Regions from separate parts of the Gossypium hirsutum genome. Here region 1 is linked to region 2. Evidence: chromatin contacts called from public Hi-C data. All regions are on one chromosome and are shown on one strand. Each heading gives the region's core, a stretch centred on a gene start, on an enhancer-like site or on the middle of the called end of the contact. The rest is flanking DNA. Distances are from core to core; before and after follow the strand shown.

Evidence for each region. A called contact is a pair of places that touch in the nucleus more often than the background predicts.
Region 1: a Hi-C map of leaf shows a contact between it and region 2, with 3 times the contacts expected there. The contact joins the promoter of LOC107953224 here to the promoter of LOC107953219 in region 2. A contact is called at or near these places in 7 of 34 Hi-C or Micro-C datasets (anther, leaf, petal and 1 more).

What each region holds. Positions count from the first base shown.
Region 1 is chrA07:23,121,605-23,124,304 of Gossypium_hirsutum_v2.1, forward strand. It overlaps LOC107953224 (DNA polymerase epsilon subunit C), which reads right to left and starts at 1,272. Exons shown (of 4, transcript XM_041117780.1): 1 at 640-1,272; 2 at 129-213. The coding sequence starts at 1,095. It overlaps LOC107953223 (pentatricopeptide repeat-containing protein At5g18475), which reads right to left. Exons shown (of 2, transcript XM_016888460.2): 1 at 2,229-2,700; 2 at 1,312-2,162. The coding sequence ends at 1,444.
Region 2 is chrA07:22,926,630-22,929,329 of Gossypium_hirsutum_v2.1, forward strand. LOC107953219 (zinc finger protein BALDIBIS) reads left to right here and starts at 1,314. Exons shown (of 3, transcript XM_016888457.2): 1 at 1,314-1,823; 2 at 1,907-2,303; 3 at 2,456-2,700. The coding sequence starts at 1,700.

The DNA of each region.
Region 1 (2,700 bases), core at 22-2,521, 190 kb after region 2:
TTAGTGTTGTTTGAGCAAATATGTGTAAGGTCGAGTAAGTCAAGGCTCATGCTAATATTCTACAGTAATGTCAGATAGAACCGGCAAAGGAAACAACATATACAAGGGGGATTCAAAAAGGAACGTACATAGGTGCTTGTAACTAAGTGATTTCTTGCGATCTTTAATGGAGCATTTGTATCCATCTTCGCAGAACTTTTCAAGAAACAATTCCTGCAGAAAACAAAAATAAATTTAGACAATAAACAATATGAAACAGAGTGATAATTACCTTTCGACCAAACAATGCTCATACCATACCAATTCCACAGAGAAGAAGAAACAACATACAAAACACCAATTTTTTTTAATTTAAAAAACAACAACAATTTTGAGCAGAATTAAAGCAATGATTTAAGACCAGCAATTTCGAGATCCCAACTTTTCAAAATACATTTAAGGCATGCATTCAACCAAACATAGACCCCATAAATGACAGCAAAGGATTATCAAGCTTTAACCTTGGAGGATAAACACATTGAGAAAAAAACCCCACTTTATGACTTTAAAGACTAAAAAAAGGAAGGAAAAGATTCAAAGGAAACCCTAAAGGCATTCAGGAAAATAACCCCAAAAAAGGGGGAAAGAAAAAGGAATTACCGCGGCTTTGTTAACAAGAAAAACAACATCTTGAGAAACAGCCATATGTGAATCTTCAGTCTTGATTATCCTCTTGATTCTGTTCATTGGAAATCTACACACCTTTGCTTCTTCTTCTTCCTCGTCTACTTCTTCCTTTCGCTTTCTTTTGCTGTCGGGTTTAACGTTCTTGTGGTAGTTGTTTCTGTTTTCTTCGGGTTCTGATTCAGAGCTTGAAGATGGGTCGGCAATAACCTGGGACTTGACTGGGATTCCATTGCTGCTCTTGTTTTTGCTTTTGTCTGGCTTTAATTCGGGCTTTGGCTTTGATTTGGTAGGTATTTTGGAGGCACTTGCTTTCTTCTCTGGTTTTTTAATGGATTTTTTTGCGTCTTTGTCAGCGGTTCTGTTGCTCTTCTCCTTATGCTTCTTCTTGTTCTTGTTCTGTTCTTTGGGTTTCTTGGAAGAGGAGGCCATTGCGCTCTCGCTCTCTCACAGATTCCGAAAAATCTCAACTCCGAACTCCAGAGATCTGATATATAAGGCCATTATGTAGATTGGGTTCTTCATGGGCTTAACTTTAAATGGGCTACGAAACCAATTGGTGAGTGACAAAAAGTAGGATTCCCTTTTAAAAGAAGTCTTAAAAATCCAATTAACTGCAACACAATTCAGATGGGGGCAGCTTCAATATATTGTACTCTGAATTTTAGACAAAAATAAAAAAAAATTATAATTCGGTAATATTCAAGTATCACCGAGAAAATACATGGACGTATCACTAAATCAAATGCTCAACAATGATAGTTTTACATGCATAGGAGGCTAAGCAAAAGTAGCACCAACATGAAGATTATGAGTACATTCTTTTATTACTAACTCATCAAGTAGTTCAAAAACAGGCAGCAATTTCCTATCTTTGCAATTCATTTCAATCAGAAACTCCCAACAATGTGGTTCTGGTTTAAACCCCGTTTCAGCCAATCCAAACAATGCTGTAACTGCATCATCTAACATTCCAGCTTTACAAAGCTGAATCAACACCTCATTCGATGTTGCATAATGTGGAAAAACCCCCCTATCCAACATCAGACCCAACAGCTTCGCTGCCTTTTCCATTTCATCTTTCTGCCATAATGCATTCAATACAATTCTGTAACTTGCTTTGTTCAAGTAAACACCTTCATATGGCAGCTTCTCGAGCATCTGAAGCGCCTCATGGAACCTACTTTCTCTGCATAACCCACCAAGTAATACATTTAAAGTAACAACATCGGCTTCACATTTGTTTTCCTTCATTTCCTTAAGCAATGGCATCACCTCATCGATTCTACTAGCCCTACAAAGGCAATTCATCAATGTAGTATAAACAATTGTATCAGGTTTCAGACCTGTGCTCTTCATCTCAACAAAAAGTTGTTTGGCTTCTTCCCAACTTCCCTCCTTGCATAAGCCATTCATCAAAGCAGAGTAGTTGAATAAATTAGGGCTGCATCCATTGTTTTTCATAAACTCTATTATCTTTCTCGCCCGATCGACTTTTCCTTCACGACAGAAGCCATTAATTAACAAATTATAGGTTAAAGCATCAGGCAATATCTGATCCTTACCAACCATTTCCTCAAACAATTCGATGGCTTCTTTAAGTCGTCTACTTTCACAGAGACCACCTATCAAGGTTGAGTAAGTAATCAGATTGGGATAAGAAACCTTAGATTTTTTCATCTCCTTTACAACTTCAAACGCAGATTCAAGGTCTCCATTATTACAATGATGTTTAACCAAGATGTTAAAAATGCAGGTATTGGGTCTCAACCTGAGAGATTTCTTCGAGTTCAACAGAAAATCTCGAGCCAAATCAACCTGGTTCGATTCAATCAGGAGATTAAGACAAGTACTAATAGCTTTCAGTGAAGGTTTTTCACGAACAATGGGCTGAATTGCATTGAACATCTCAAGTACCTTATCATGTAAAGAAAACCTGGAAAAATGCTTCATGAGATTGAGGAATATACCTTCATGAAATCTACAAGTTTCATAGCTCATTTGACGAAGTAATGAGTCAACGGCCTGAAACTTCTT
Region 2 (2,700 bases), core at 64-2,563:
AAGGATTTGCCCTAGACTATGCTTGAATTTTTCTATTATAATATGTTTGTCTACCAGAAACCCCATCAACAACGTTATATCTTCTAGCGTTATTGGCACTTTGCTGTATTAGAGATAAAACATAGATATGAGTGACAGAACGTAAGTAACTCTCCCAATTTGGCTTACGTGGAAGAATTTAGTACCTCTTAATTGATGAATGATTCTGTCGCCAGGCAAACCTATACTCGTATTGTTGCGAAGCCAAGCCACAAGATAATATTGAAGTGTCATTAAACTCCGACCAACATGCCCTTCTTAGGATCTCAATAAGTTGCAGCCATTATAGAGCAATTGATAATTGTAATTTAGAGGTACTTAGTTGTGTAAAGGGAAGGTAGAATGTAAAATATGTTTTGTTTTGTTTTACCGTGCAAAATTAACAAGTTTAATTGCCTATTTATAGTTTCTGAAATCATGGTTATGCTATGATTTTAAGTGAAAGTCAACAACCACATGTGTTAACTTCAACTTATATTTTTATTAAAATTTATTAAGGTTACATTATCTATTTTTTTTAAAGTAATAACGAAGTTGATATCACTAAATGTCGAGTTTATGATTTAGGTTTATCTGCAACTGTTTCAAAATTTATTTTCAATTGTTACCGATTAATTTTAAAATTTTTCTCATGAACTTGACACTAATTGATATGGAGGTATAATAATCATAACAAAATAGTTAACTCTTCTTTCAAAAGCATACAAAAAAACTTGAAAGGATTGTTAAGTATCCTTAGCTCAACACCCAATAAATATAGAAATACTCTTAAAGAAACATATTCTAATAAATTTCCCTCAAAGATATATTAGTAAATAATATACAAAAATATATAACACTATATTTTTAATAGAAAAATATAAATTCAAACTTTAAAAATAATGTTAAGAAAAAAAAGAAAAGGAAGAACTACAAAATTTAAAAATAAATATTAATAACCAACAAGAAATATACGCATAATTAAAAAAATCACGGTTACTTTACATCATGTCAGTAACTATTATATAATTATTTTTTAAAAAGGTAAGTGTTTATTATAAGAATAAGTAAATTATTACTTGTTAAACTATTTAATGAAATATATAATTGGGTGAATTTACAGTCTCTTAAAATTTTTCCTTTTTTGTTTTGTTCAGATCCCTTACTACTTTTTTTTTTTTTAATTTCACCTCATCTGACCTTTTTGCATGATCTCTCTCACATGTAGCATTTTAAAACGATTGCAAATAATATAATAATTATATATCAGAATTACTTATATATAAAGGTGGTCCTGCTGAGTCTATGGCTGACTGACTTCGAGGGAGCTCGTGTAAGATAAGCAGATAAAAAAAATATATTCCCTCCAGCTACCTTTCTTTTTGGTTTTTTCTTTGGGTTAATTTTAAGCCAAAACTGAACAACCTCTTCAACCAAACCCCATATTCATATACATATATATAGTTTCACTGAGTTTGAAAAAGTTCAAAAATCAATCTTTCCCTTCTTTCAGAATCCAAAAAGAAAAACCCAAAAGAGAGAGAGATCTGTTGGGTTGTGTTTTACTTTGTAGCAAATTAAGCTTCTTCTATTTTGTAGTATAAACTAAATCACCAGGTTTGAACCAGTAGTTTAGTTTAGGTTTCACGAAGCTGCTTCAATTCATCAAAGTATATCAGAAATGATGTCTCCAGATGGGCTTTCGATTCCCTCAACTGTCAAAGGTTTAGCTCAAGCTCAACAACCAAATCCAAACCCTAACCCTAATCCAGTGAAGAAGAAAAGAAATTTTCCAGGAACGCCAGGCAAGTTTATGTAATATCAAGTTATCACTATTATTAACTTTTAGAAGTGTATTTTCTTGATGGATTTTTGTTGAATTAAGCAGATCCAGATGCAGAGGTTATAGCTTTGTCCCCAAAATCTCTCATGGCGACCAACAGATTCCTCTGTGAAATCTGCAATAAAGGTTTCCAAAGGGACCAGAATTTACAACTCCATAGGAGAGGTCACAATCTGCCATGGAAGCTGAAGCAAAGAACAAACAAAGAAGTTAGAAAGAAAGTTTACATCTGCCCTGAAAAGACCTGCGTTCACCATGACCCATCCAGAGCTCTAGGAGACCTCACTGGCATCAAGAAGCACTTCAGCCGGAAACACGGCGAGAAGAAATGGAAGTGTGAGAAATGTTCCAAGAAATACGCAGTTCAGTCGGATTGGAAAGCTCACAGTAAGATTTGTGGCACTCGAGAGTATAGATGTGACTGTGGAACTCTCTTTTCCAGGTAACTCCAAATGCTTATATATAGTTTATGGGGAATTTCGTATGATTATTAGTTTTTTGGAGTATTTAATGAGGTCTGACCCTAAAATGGCTGCTCTTAGTTAACGATTCGAGAAGGGTTTTTATTAGTTTCTTTCTTTTTATATCATACAGGAAGGATAGCTTCATAACTCATAGAGCTTTCTGCGATGCTTTAGCTGAAGAAAGTGCAAGATTCACCTCGGTTTCAACGAATGTTAACCCAGCGGCAGCATCCTTTAGAAATGATTTGATACATGGGGCCAATAACAATGGGATGCACCAATTTTCATCAGGGTTTAGGCCAGAGTTCGGTGGTTTAGAGCTAGTCGACAACCTCAACTCAAATGGGCAAAACCCAAGGCTACAGTTATGGCTTG